2 separate regions of the Mus musculus genome follow, and region 2 is linked to region 1. A link is a contact called in public Hi-C data. All regions are on one chromosome and are shown on one strand. The core of a region is the stretch at or near the end of the contact, and the rest is flanking DNA. Distances in the headings are between cores, read along the strand shown.

The links. Hi-C and Micro-C count contacts between places; a contact is called where the count stands out from the background.
Region 2: a contact with region 1 is called in a Hi-C map of cerebral cortex, with 2.5 times the contacts expected there. The contact joins two enhancer-like sites. A contact is called at or near these places in 5 of 484 Hi-C or Micro-C datasets (the HL-1 cell line, cerebral cortex, nephron progenitors and 2 more), 2 of 115 datasets of contacts at active chromatin or transcription factors (cardiomyocytes and embryonic stem cells) and 1 of 9 other capture datasets (embryonic stem cells).

The regions. Positions count from the first base shown.
Region 1 is chr5:111,135,513-111,142,280 of GRCm38.p6, forward strand. The region is part of intron 5 of Ttc28 (tetratricopeptide repeat domain 28); the gene reads left to right. Among named protein-coding and RNA genes, the nearest start is that of Gm35628, 96 kb to the right of the region's middle. Within about 2 kb of position 4,344, at least 72 of the 459 cell types and tissues checked have an H3K27ac peak or open chromatin away from gene starts, as enhancers often do. A contact at or near this core is called in cerebral cortex, where this site is marked.
Region 2 is chr5:111,265,825-111,272,592 of GRCm38.p6, forward strand. Ttc28 (tetratricopeptide repeat domain 28) reads left to right here. Exons shown (of 23, transcript NM_001267622.1): 13 at 711-851; 14 at 5,371-5,515. Among named protein-coding and RNA genes, the nearest start is that of Gm35628, 34 kb to the left of the region's middle. Within about 2 kb of position 4,062, at least 20 of the 459 cell types and tissues checked have an H3K27ac peak or open chromatin away from gene starts, as enhancers often do. A contact at or near this core is called in cerebral cortex, where this site is marked.

The DNA.
Region 1 (6,768 bases), core at 3,094-5,593:
GTGCTGGTAGTTTTTTGTCAACTTGACTTCCAACAAGTCTGTGGGGCAATTTCTGGACAGATAATTGATGTGGAAGGGCCTAGTCCACTGTGAGCAGTGCCATCCTTGGGTAGGGGGTCCTGGGTCAAAGAAAAGAAACCGAGCCAATCAGGAGGAACAAGCCAGTAAGTAACACGCCTCTGTGGCCTCTGTTTGAGTTCCTGCCTCCAGGTTCTTGCCTTTGCTTCCCTCAATGGATTCTGACTCAGGTAATGTAAGCCAAGTCTTTCCTCCCCAAACTGCTTTCGGTCATGGTCTTTCTCACAAAAATAGGAAGTAATTTAAGACAACCTCCAACTCGGTTGGCATAAGTAACCCTCCAGTGGTTCAGATGACAGAGTAGCACTTGTAGTGGCAAGTGTCTCTGCAGTCGTGGCACATACGTTTAATCCTAGCACTTGAGAGGCATGGGCAGGCAGACCTACGTGAGTTCAAGGTTAGGCTGGTCTGCAGAGAAAGTTCCAGGACAGTCAGAACTAAAGAAACCCCGCCTTAACTACCCCTCCCCCATTATGTATTAGAATGTGTAAATGGCTCCAGCCTAGGGTCTGAAGTATCTGTGGTAGAAAGCATGTGCTTTTAATAGTTAAGTTTGTCTGTTTCAGTTAAGGGCTAACTTCTGATTGATTCTTCACATGACAGAGTGTTTAAACTTGAATTTGAGTTAAAACCTTTCACTTTGTTAATGATATTAACATTGATATACCTTCACACAAACATGTGCACACATATGTGAATACACACACATGTGAATGCACACGCATGTGAATGCACACACATGTGCGTACACCACACAGACATACAGAATGAAAATACAAAGAGAATAAGGAAACTAAATTTACAATCTTGAGAGAAAGGCAGCATTTTGAATCATGAAAAGAAGAAGATTAAGAACAACAAAATGGTCTTTTTATGAATGTCTTCATTCAGAGCGTTACACAGAGCACCCTCACACTGAAGTTAGCTTGTGAGGCCTCTGGGCCATGACTGTCTGGTGGAATTCTAGAGACGGCAGAGTGGTGTGAACTGCAGACCACAGTTTACAGTCTCCACAGAGAGTATTTCTAGAGAACGTCTACAACTGTCTCCCGGGACAAGGCTTTGCAACTCTCAGGGCCATCAGGCAACCTTCTCTTTTATGTCCAGAGTGAATTCCTTAGATTCGTGCTAATTAAAAATGTGTCTAAGTATCTGAGAGTCTTTGATTCAGTGACAAGAGAAGTGTAACCCTCTCTGAGAAATTGTGCTCTAGTCTCAAAAAGGTGGAGTGACTGTAGGGTCTCCAGGCCCGACCTCTGAGGTAATGTCTCAGAATTGAGTCTTCAGTACAATAGATAAAATGTCTTTATTCAGGCCGTCAAGCTGAGGCACATCCATGCTCTTGCTCTGCTGGGTGGCTATTTGCTGTCTAGGGCTGCCCACTTCTGTGAGTGCTCAGGCAGCTAGCTGTAAGGGCGTGCAGCCTGCCCCAAGGGAAAAGGACAGTTGGTGCAGCCTGTTCTGGCACCATCCTGGTAGAGGCTCTGCCCTCCTGTCCCTGCCCTCAAGAAATTCATCAGCTCCCCAGAGACTGTAAGGCATTATCTCACTCAGCCCTCTGGCTCCAAGTAGGAATTCACTTAAGTTATCTCTGCAGAGGAGAATGTCTTCATGTTCAACCTGCATGATTAAAAATTAGTTTTAAATTAAAAAAAAAAAAAAAAGAAACATTACCCATGGGGGATTTAGCAATACCTGTTCCTAAGGTGGACAGGGCTGGAGGGTCACTTGGTGCTTCGAGAAATAACTGTGATGATACGGATAATTGGAGCTTACATGGAGTGAGTGTTCTCCGTGCCAGATATGGAAACAAGGGCTTTATCTTTTCACTTACTTAATCCCCAGAGCTGCCTGGCGGGGTAGATCCTGTTCTCGCCCTCGGTTTGCAAATGAGGGGAAGCAGGGTCAAATCCTCCATGGAACACAGATTTGAACCCTGGGCTGCCATTGTCCTGATCTCTATGTATCTCTGCCTTCTTCCCTGTCTTGCTATCCTGCTTCTCTTTGGGGGATAAGTTATTAGGATACATAAAGAATTATAGACAAATCTGGAGGCTTATGGAATTAAAATAATCCCCTAGTCTTGCCTATCATGAATTACCATGTGCAGTCTCCCTAATTGGAAGCAATCACACCATAAAGCTAGAGCAAAAGCAACCAGTGGCGTGGCTGTGCCCCACCCCCTTCGCCAGTGCCCCACGCATCTTTACATTTAGCCCGTCCTTCCCACGATGAGAAGCAGGAGGAGTGGAAGCAGTAGGAAACAGACCTGTAAGCACACTCTGGTTTGAATTAAGTGTGGTCCTCTGCGCACCGCCTCGAGAACAGATCCTGCAGCCTGAGAAGGTGGGGGGGTTGTTTCCCTCCCCATGTGCGTGTCAGCAGAAGGCCCACAGTGTGGCTTCAATGTTTTATTTATGGAGGACGGAGCTGTAACCAACACTGGGGTCATGTTCCAGACCCTTTCTTCCCTTTTTACTAACTCCTGAAACAAAGTGACCTGCTTATGTCACTGGCGGAGATGGCAGCAGATACGGCTCGTGTTTTGACTGCTGAGTCTGGCATCCCTGAGCCTTGCAAGCATCTCATTTTAAATTTTAATGTCTCCCTTAATTTAGGAGCACCTCTGGAACTAACTCATTTTTCCATGTCGAACCAGAGCCTGAGAAAGTTGTGGAGATTAAAGTGACTTCAGCCCCCAGCCTGGCCCCTGATCTCAGGGCTGGCTGCTGCAGTAAGAGCTGTCAGGGAGATAGATGGGGGCGCTAAGGTTTCCTGCAGGTTTCAGCCGTGTGTGGGTACCACATGTGTTGTGTTGAGCGAATACAAATACAAGAACACATGCTGTTCCCATTAGGGACACTTCAGACCCTTCTGTCCCCAGCTTCACTGCAGGATTGAAGGGGTCATTTATCACAGGCCATTTACTGATCCTGACTGGGCTTTAGGCCCTTGTACATATAAGCAGTGAACAGTGTGTCCAGGCCCTTCCAGAGGGCCGTCACACGATGATGCTGCTGTTTCCCAGCGATCCACAAGTTCATTTGCAGTGAAGCAGCCACTGACTAGTTACTTCTGCAGGACTCTGCAGACCTGAGCGTGTGTCTACTCTGCTGAGGCTCTCAGGTGACAAGTGGCAGTGTAACACACCCATTGTGGGGGGTGCCTCACCCATTGCTGATGCCTGTAGACGGCTAACCCCTCTGTCGTCCTACATACATGGAGTTGTTGTCCTTCTGCGACCTGTTCATTTCCTCTGTTGACAGGGTCTCGCCCTCCCATCTTTGTCCAGATAAAACATTCGTTTTATAAGGCCTTCATCACCCAGTCCTTTCCATTTCTCCTCGAACAGTCTCAGGAAGCTTTCACCACACCACCCTCCATCCATGTGTATGGCCTGAGGGCAGCACTTTGTTGCCCTCTGTCCTGCTGTCCTGCAAGCTTGGGGCCTCAGGAATGAGCAGCCAGCCTTGGTGCCTCCTGACCTGAGCAGGAGCTCCTGGACAGCTCCCCCCGAAGAACCCCTCAGGCCAGCCCCAGATGCCTTACATCAGCATCCTGGTGCCAGAGTCCCACACTGCCTTGCTTTGAGAAAGCTCACACAAGGAGGGCTGGCCAACAGATAGACTGCCTCATCTGTCCCCTTTCAGGAACTGTCACCAGAGATACCCCTTGCTGAATGTTGACCCTGGAAGCCTAGCAGATACCCAGGGGCCCGACTCTTCATGCTGTAAGAGCGCTGGCCTCTTGGCTCTCTATGCATCCTGCTTAGCTGGAAGTGTTCATGCTCAGCCTAGTGCTGCTGGTGTTGACCACCGCCTCCCACACCACACTGTTGCATCCAAGGGCTGTCATTTCCTTCCTGGCCAGGCACTGGGCTGAGCAGTCTGCTTCCTTTCAAAGAAGCATTTCCACTGAAGTCGGGCGCAGTGTAGCCCACCATCCTGTCTGATTTTTCTCATCTGTGATAATTGGTCTTTCTGCTTCTTGCCATTTTATCATGAGGCCAGTAACACAGTGAGAAAAGCAGGAGCTCTGAGGTCAGTGGAATGAAGACTGAACCGCAGCGATTACCAGATTGCCGTTTTGCCTGTTGTTGGGCTCTGCCGATCCTGTTTTCCTTCTCTGAGTGTAGGGAGAGTTTCTGTGTCTCAGTGCCGAGGGGATTTGGCGGATAACTTAGGGTGGAAGGTGCCAAGCACCTCAGTCATTTCCGAGTGCTGCATGTGCTCGTCGTGGGCACAAACACAGGAAACAAGTAGCCCTGTGAGGCATTCCATGGGAGGTCACATGACGAGCCTTGCAGGAGCCTACAAAGGCCTCCCGGGCACAGCACCCCAGCACGCTTGCTGACTGTCACAATCCATTTCAGACCTGTGACTAGAGAACCTGCCTTCTATAACTCACCCGGTCTTTCATTTGGCAGAGGCGAGTATAGGTAGTGTAAGGAAGGCGTAGTGTATGCCCTTGGAGATGAAGATTTCCTGCCACTAAAGCTAGCAAACTGTACTAGGAACGGAATTCAGTATTTACTTCCAGCTTCATGGAAGAGATGAATTTAAACCCATCTTCCAGGTATGGGACGTTGGACAGAGCTTAAGAGTACAAGTTGCCCTTGCAGATGACCAGAGTTCAGTCCTCATCATAGGGGATCTGGTGGCCTCTTCTGACAAGCTGGGACCCAAGTTCCATCCCCAGGACCTACATACAAAAGCCAGGATTGGGACTGGAGGAATGACTCAGTAGCAAAGAGTAGTTAGCTAAGAGGGCCTGAGTTCAGTTCCCAGCACATATCTCAGGCAGCTGGCAACAACCACCTGTAACTCCAGCTTTCTGGGATCTGATGCTCTTTTCTGACCTCTGTGGGTACCTGCACTCACACACACACACACACACACACACACACACACACACACACGTCTCTTTAAAAGCTAGGCACTGTGCCAGCACTTACATTCCCAGTGGTGGGGTGATAGAAATGGGGGAATCTGAGGCTCCTGATAGCCTGCTTAGCCTAATTGGAGAGTTCCAGGCCACTGGCTCCTGGGGATTGATGGCTGAGATGGTCTTGTGACCTCCATATACATTCACATGAGGGGCATAAGCACCCACCCATACACATGGGAATCTGCACACACCTACACACACCAAACCTAAGAATAGGTATGTAATTATTAATAAGAGCTATATCATCTTTGAACTGGTTCTGGTTTTATGTTAAATATAGTCTGATTTTTTTTTTCCTGTCCTCTGTGTGGTTTTGGTTTTGGTTTTGGTTGTATGGGTCGATTTGTTTGTTTGCTTGTTTCTCTGTTTTGTGCACTCCACACTGCCCATGTGGCCAAGGATGACCTTGGACTCCTTATCCCTCTGCCTCTGCTTCCCGAACCCTGAGATTATAGACAGCTATAAGATTTTTTAAGCCCATCAGAACCTGTTAACATAATTACTCGGCTTTATGGCTCTTCCAATGAAAATTTGTTTCTAAACATTATCCAGGCCCTAAAGGGAAGCTCCTATGAATGCAAGCACAGTTTTCAAGGAACAACTTTGCACACTGTGAAAACGAAGCCTGCACCGGCGTCCTCTCTGCGTTCTGTTTAGAGCGCTCTAAGGGCGTCTGAATGATAACTGTGTTCTCTCTTAATACATGATGTTACCGCTGAGCTTATTTTGCTTGTAGGCACGGCACAGGCCCCATCAAGACTAGGCCCCTACGTAGACCTCCTTCTAGGTGCGTGTGGTTGGCCGCTAGATCCCTTTCACTTCACTGAGCTGTGAAATTGACACGAAATTGTGCCGTTAGCTTGTTTCTGAGGAGTATGTTGCACTTGGATATTCTCTTCTTGCTTGCACGGTACATGAAAAAAGATGACAAGATTAAAATGTCCCATAAATGAACATGAGCAAGAAAATTTAGATGTAATTTGTAATGAATTAAAAACATTGAATAATGTATAGGAAGAGCAAGCAGAGATGTGACTGTTCCGAGCAGGCAGCTGGTGCCCGAGGAGGGAGCTTCCTCTTTCTTGGCTGACGCCTTTCCCAGTTTCATTTGCCTTCTCTGTGGCCTGTGGCAAGGGGACAGTCTCAGGGTCAGATGAAGTCCTCCAGGAGCACGGCAGAGTGTCTGTGTGTGTGCTGTTTGCTTAGGCATCTCCTCTCTGCAGTTAAATAACACACCAACACACCGCCAGCCCTCCTGAGAGGAAACCAAGCATCGCTCCACCCTGCCTGCTTGTTTGAGAGGAGGTGATCAAGCCTCTCAGGCCCCCTTGCAAGCCTCTTCTCCTTCCCTGCTGAAGCCTTCGAGCTTCTGGCTGTGATTCTTGTCATATTTTTGTTTCTCATTTTGCCATCTGACCTGAGAATCTATCTGACAATAATTGACATCTTACCCCCTGTAAAGTAAGTATATATAATTGTCAACCGTCTTTTATTCAGTGCTAAAACATGAATTCCCCAGGACAGAGCCTTCTCTTCTTCTTGTATAGTCTGCTTCTCTAGTGATGGCCACACAATAGATGTTAAATAAACATTTCTTGAATGAGCAGCTAAGAGACAGCATGGGCCTACGTGCTCCCTCTCCCTCTCCCCCTCTCCCCCTCTCCCCCTCTCTCCCCCTCTCTCCCCCTCTCCCCTTCTCCCCCTCTCCCCCTCTCTCTCCCTCTCACCCCCTTTCCCCCTCTC
Region 2 (6,768 bases), core at 2,812-5,311, 130 kb after region 1:
AAAGTGTGAATGAATCACATAGAGACGCAAGCTCTGGAGAATATAAGTCACACTGGAGACTCGGCCCTCACGTGTGAGCCCCAAGGTCTCACTCTGGACATTTCCAGATGTGAATGTGACCTGGGCCTGATGCTGAGTCTGGGTCCAGGAGGCCATAGGCAGAGAGAATGGTGGGATGGTGATTTGGGCATCATTGTGGTCCTCTGTATCCCCCTGCACAGCACACAGCAGGACATGAAGCAAGCCTGTAGTCATTTTATTTATAAATCAGGGCTCTGCTGCACATGTCTGTCACGGGGGAGGGGGCTATGAATGAATTCCAAACTGGTCGCATACTCAAGTTCCACCCAGGGAAGGGACCCAAGAAGCCAGTGCTATCCATCAAAACCATCCGTGACTGTCTCCCCATCTCAGACTAGCCCCATGCTTGGTACAGTACAGGTGATCAGCAAATGTTTCTAGAATGGATTAGAATAAACCTGTGCTAGGGATTGCCCCACTAAAACACAGCCTGGACAGAGTGCCTGCTCCTCCAGCATGTGCTCAATGCTAGGGCACACACTGTTCAAACACTGCTCCATCTGCACAGTTCATTGTTGCTGTGTAGACGGTACAGGCACCAGCGAGCCACAATGTGGAAGGCAGTGGGGGCGCTTAGCATCAGGAGGACGACTCCACAGTAATGGCGCCTCTCTGGTGGTTTTCCACAGGGCCTGTGCCAGCAGTGAGACAGAAAGCGAAGCTGGAGACATCATGGAACAGCAGTTGGAGGAGATGAACAAGCAGCTTAACTCGGTAACCGACCCCACGGGCTTCCTGAGGATGGTGCGCCACAACAACCTCCTGCACAGGTATGGATGGCGCTCAGCCCCAAACACAAGGTGCTCCCTGCAGCACGTGTCCCTGTGCTCCTTCCGTGGGACACGGAGCTATAGCAGCAAGCCTGGTGCTTTGCCTCTGTACCAACAATTCAGATGGAGGCGGTGCAGGCTCTCCACCTTCCTGTTTTTAATACAGTGGAGTCCAGGGTTGTTGGCCTGCCATGCCAAGTCTGAGCTGCCTGCCCAGCCTCAGGAAGAAGTTGAGTAGCTCTCACCTCTCTGCCAGCTTCTCTCAGGCCTACAACTCAGGAGGCCAAAAGGAGCCAAGAAGCCAGCAGGGTGGGAGACAGAAGTGGCCCAGAAATGAACTTCTCCACATCCAGCCACCCTGACCCAGTTCCCTGCCACTTAACAGATGGGTGGGTTGTGGGTGAAATTGCTATGGCCCCAGGCTTATGTTAGCCATATTTTGTCAGAATTCATAATTCCTGTCTTCAAGGGATGATGGCTATTTCGGGAGTGCAGAGGGACCAGAGGGACTAGACTGGGTGGGTAGCCTTTCTTGGCAGCCCTACATGTAGGCACTGTGTACCTTGTCTGTAGCAGCCTGGTTTCCTGTCATTGTGTTATCAGGGTGACAGCAGTGTGTTTGCCTTCCCAGGGCCCAGCAACTTTAGGAAAGAAGCCAAAAGCGTGAGGGACAAGCTGGTCCTCCCTCCCTCTTGGCCGTGGGGGTGTCCCTCTGTCTTAGAAGGACTCAGCCAGATGCAAGGAGGTGTGGGGTTGGGCTAGACTTGGCATCTTCTCCACCTGGGTGGCAAGGGATAAGATTTTGGCTTGTGATCAAGAACAGCAAGCCCAAAACTAGATGCAGGCCTCACCAGGCTGTAGTTGACACCTAGTAGACACCTTCTCAGTCCTAACATGTGCACAGACCCCCCCCCCCACCATGTCCCTTCAGTGTGGCAATTAAGGACCACTCTGCAAACATCAGCTGGCTTCCTGGTATGTGGGCAGCATCGCATGGCTGATGGCCCTCTTGCCAGGCAAGAGCGAGGCTGAGCGTGGAGACAAGAGTGTCTCCTCATTACTTCTTAATTCACTTTCCTGTCTACAATATGCTAATCCCTCAAGACTGTATAGAAGACTGGGAGGTGGACTCAGCTCAGCAGCCCCAGAAGCTCCCTACCTGAGGCCCTGTCCCAGGGATGACACTCCCCAGCTGCAGGTGACAGTGAGTGCTGGAGATGCCGCTAAACCCCAACTCTGCCCCCCACAGCCCATGCCTGGTAACTCCAGCCCCAGCCGGATATGCTAGTGCTGTGGGTGTCAGCCCCTTCGGAGGTCAAATGACCCTCTCACAGGGGTCACCTATGACCATCAGAGAACACAGATATTTACATCAAGATCCATAACAGCAGCAAAGTTACAGTTATGGGGTAGCAACAAAAATAATTTCATGGTTGGGGGTCACCACAACATGAGGAACTGTATTTAAAGGTCGTGGCATTAGGAAGGACAAGAGCCAGTGTGCAGGTGGGCCTGCAGGTGCTTCCGGTCCCCATGCTGACTACCCCCACCCCATGCCTGAGCATTCACCGTTCACAGGGAGTGGTGATGCAATCCTGGAAGAGGGCCTTGCAAGGTGGCCAGCACTACGTGACATGTCACTCCCAACAGAGTGGTGGCAAGATGGGGTTCATCCCTCACCCATACCCTGAGGCAAGTGGGTGGTCTCCAGACCCCCACTCACACAGTCTTACCCCTTCTCAGGATGCTAAGTGGAGTCAGATAGCCTCTACGTGACCCTGCCATCCACTCTCTCCATAGTCTGTCCCCTCTGTATGGCCCAGAGGAGTCCCAGGCTTGTCATTACTGACTCCAGATCTTTGCCTGGCATTGGGACATGACCAAGTCTGGCTTTCCTAGCTGAGTACTCTCTTCTTCGAAGATTCCCTGGTGCTTTGGGTATAGAGGTCTTTGCCTGCTCCCTTGCATTTTTTCTCTGGGTCTGTCTGCCCAACCCCACCCCCACCCCCGCCCTGGGCTGCACATCTCTAGAGACTGGATTTGCTCTAGGATTTCTTTCTCCACCCCCGAGGTGCTGGCTACCTTGCTACTACATACTTACATGTGCCTGACTCACTTAACTGGAGAGTGGGGGAAGGATAGAAGGGTCCTTTGGTCAGGTACCACCCCAGCAAAGAGAAGGCACCTGTGATGCTCAGCTGATGCCTCTAAGCACCAGCACAATGTAGCACTTCCCTGATCTCTGTTGACCCTTCTTCCCATAGCTGTAAAGGGCACGGTTCAAAGGAAACTGGGAAGGCTTGCCCCACCTTCTCTAACTGGCCCTGGAGGAAAGTCCCTCTGGCTTGCTCTCTCAGGCAACAATGGAATAGCTGTCACTGATAGCAGGCTTACAAGGAATCCAGCTGTTCCAGCTGCCTGGAAGAAGCAGTCACCCAGAGCCTCGTAGCTACATGAAGAGGCAGCACAGGATCTGACCTGTCAGATGGAAAGTCTGTGGTCCAGTCTCCCAGACCCCACTCACCCTCCTTAGATGCTGGCCCTGGGCTTCTAAAGCTCCAGCAAGCACTCACCTGTGTGTGCTTAGGCTCCTCCAGGCGCAAAGCAGGATCATTCTGGCCCCTGCGGACAGCTCCTCCCAACATATCTGAGGGGTCCTTGTGAACTCACAGGGAGCAACGCCCCGTGGGCTTGCTTTGGGGTGTAGAGCCTCTGCAAAGGGCTGACCACGTTGCTGTCATGGATAGGTGAGAAGGCTACTGCCCCTGCCTGTAGTCTCACCTCTCCATGCCAAGCACAGGTAAGGTCAGTGGGCCCCTATGCTGCCCCCGAGCAGCAGTGTCAGGAGGGACAGATGCCAGCTCCCTTGCCATCCCAAGCTTCTGCGGAAGGTGGTGGGCTCAGGGGCACAGCAGCGTCTGTCAGGGGAGACCAGGCTTAGTCACACCAAGCCGACAGCCGCCTCTTCCAACAGTGTGTGAACAATACGCCCTGGGTTGCACCTGCCCTGCCTCCTCCCTGCACAGCACAGGCTGCTGTGCTCTGCAGTCCTCTAAAGTGGGTTCATAGCCAAGGAACCCCCTCTTCCTGGGGCTGAGCTGTCACTTAGCTGTCCCAAGTGGAGCTGGGACTTAGCTGTCACTGTCCCAAGTGGAGCTGGGACTGGATGGCAAGACAGTGATCTACCGCCACCTGCTGGATCTCTGTGATAGTGCAAGTCCAGTGGCATACAAAGCTTGACCCCTGCCCTGCCCAGGGCAGCTGCAGAGATGAGAGACTGGAGAGGGCCCCTGAGGACTTCCTTGGGGACCTGGCCTGCTGCTGGGTCAATGGGAAGTGGGAAGGTGCCTGTCCTGTGCCAGCCCTGAACCCAGCCCCCTTGTACAGCCAGAAGGGAGCCAATGCTCTGCTCAAGCACGTCTTCAGAGAACAATGTGCACATCTCTCCTTCGGAGAGCACTGTCCCTGGATACAGAGTGTCTCTCCAGGGTCATCTGTACACCAATGGCTCTGGTAGCAAAGCTATAGCACACCCTGTCACTTGTAATCATATTTCCCGAGTAGAGGGGAATGGCTGCACCCCAGGAAATAGGTGGGACGGGGAAGACCTAAGGGAGAAAGTAGAACACAGGAGCCACAGCCGGGGAGGCACACAGGCCCCCTCCAACTGGCCCCGGAGGAAGCCCTCTGGCAACAACTGAATAGCTGTCACAAAACTAACAGGCAGAGCACTTGCCATACAGCCTGCTGCTCTGTCTGGCGTCTGGCACAGTTCGTGCCAGTGCAGGTCCTGCCGCATACCGTGGAAACAATACACTGCTAACACTCGACAGTCTCACAGAGTGTGCTACCAGCTGGCCACGTTGAGGCCACGAGCCAGGCTGCCAGGAGGATTCTGCCACCTCCTCCCCATTTACCTGCATGCTTAGTGGAGACCATGGTTCTGCCTAGCAGTACTTAATAACCTAAACATATTTTCTGAATCAGTCAGTAGTTGTCCTTGTCACCCTTTGAGAGTATGACTCCTGGAGGTCCTGGGGGTTGAAGATGCCTCTGTGTTAGTGAAACTGCCCCTAATAGCTGCTCAGAGTGCCCCTCCTCTACAGGCAACTTTCCAATCAGCTGCTCTCAGGGCACCCCTGTGAAATGGAGAGTCCCTGTCAGGGTCTGGCTGGGTTTGGCCAGCAGATCCTTGTCTTGTCACTTCAGCAGTGAGTTCACTGCTACTGAACGTCATCTTCCTTGTCAGCCTGGCCGCTGCACTGACCCTTCCTGACCCCTGTCTTTGACGGAGCACAATTGCGCCATGCGGGACCAGCACTCTGGGATGTTTGATTACATAGCTGACACCACAGAGATGCACGCACGCTGTTCTGTACAGAACTCAATGTTGTATGACAGTACCCCTGCAAGGGGCAAGCACGAGCTGGAGGTGACAGGCATGCTGAGAGGCCCTGCCTCTGGGCAACCAGAATGATGGAGGGTGAGCTTGATTCCAACCCTGGTCCTGTCTCCCCAGGAGCTGCCAGAGCATGACAAGCTTGTTCAGTGGTACGGTGTCACCCAGCAAGGATGGGACCTCCTCTCTGCCCAGGAGGCAGAACTCACTGGCCAAGCCCCCACTCCGTGCCCTGTACGATCTGCTCATCGCACCCATGGAAGGGGTAAGTGGCTCCTGGGACATGACACCCCTTCGTATCAGAATGCATTTGTTTTTCTGCTTGGTGCGCATGCGCACCATCACCCCCCCAGCGGATTTTTTCTGTTCAGTGTGCATGTGCACCCCCAGAGCACTCCACGGACATGCATTCTTCGCTGGCTGCTTATAGTCAGGATGGCAGGTCTGAGCTTGTGCTTTGCTTTGCTCTGCTCTACATGGGCTGAACGCATTTGGCTCAGTGTCCTCGTGTGCTCCTCGTCTGGTCTATAGGTCATGAGGCTCAACGTGTCAGTGCTAGGAATGAATGCCAGCCACGCCTACCTAATCTTAGATGTTTATTTGGATTGACCCAGGCCACCCCCTTGCTCTTTGCCTGGGTCTCAAACACAGAACCAATGTCTGGTGCTAAAGACACCAACTACAGCCTACCTTGCCCTCTTGCTGGCATATCCAAGCCACATGAGCCTGCCATATCCCTGCTTAATTCAAACAGTGCTCTTGGGTGGTACAGGGACCTTGGTGGGTCTGAGAATTTAGGGGCCAGTTTCAGGCAGGATAGTCACAGACAGCTGTTCTAAGGAGGCAGGAGCATCCCTCAGCAACTCTCTCTCTCTCAGGCACCGTGTATCCTTAAGAGACCACAGTTCACATATGACTTCTCCATTCCCTGAATGGGCACCTCCCTGGTCCTCCAGCGGTGTTTCACCTGGCCTAACAGCTGTGGGATGACTTTCCTGTCTTCTGGCAAGTGACCCTGGCCATCCTTCCTGATGTCTTTTCTCTGTAGGACTGTGAGGACCATCTAGAGGACATGTCGGGTTTGCACAGGGCAAGGTGTACAACACATTAGGGCTGCAGGCAGGGACTGTCACCTGGGCAGGGGGAACTGCTGTGTCCAGGGCCCTCCTCAAGGTCCCTTCAGGAGTTCCTGTCTGAAGCCTTCTCCTGGAAAGGCCAAGCCCCTCTTCCCTTCATGTTCCACCCTGTCCCTTCTTATCTTCACGCTCTCCACACTGCTATGATAGGGCTCCAGCTCACTGTACCTTGCTGATTGAGGAAGACATGGGTTTTTCTCCTGCCTCCCACTGCCACGAGCAGTCTTGCACTCCTCTGCACTTCTATTAGTCCTCTGAACTTGCAGTGCTCCCCACTCCTAGCAACGCTCCCTAGTTCCAGTAGTGCTCTCCACACTCCCAGCAGTCCTCTGCACTCGAAGTGCTCCCCACTCCCAACAGTGCTCCCCATTCCCTATAGTCC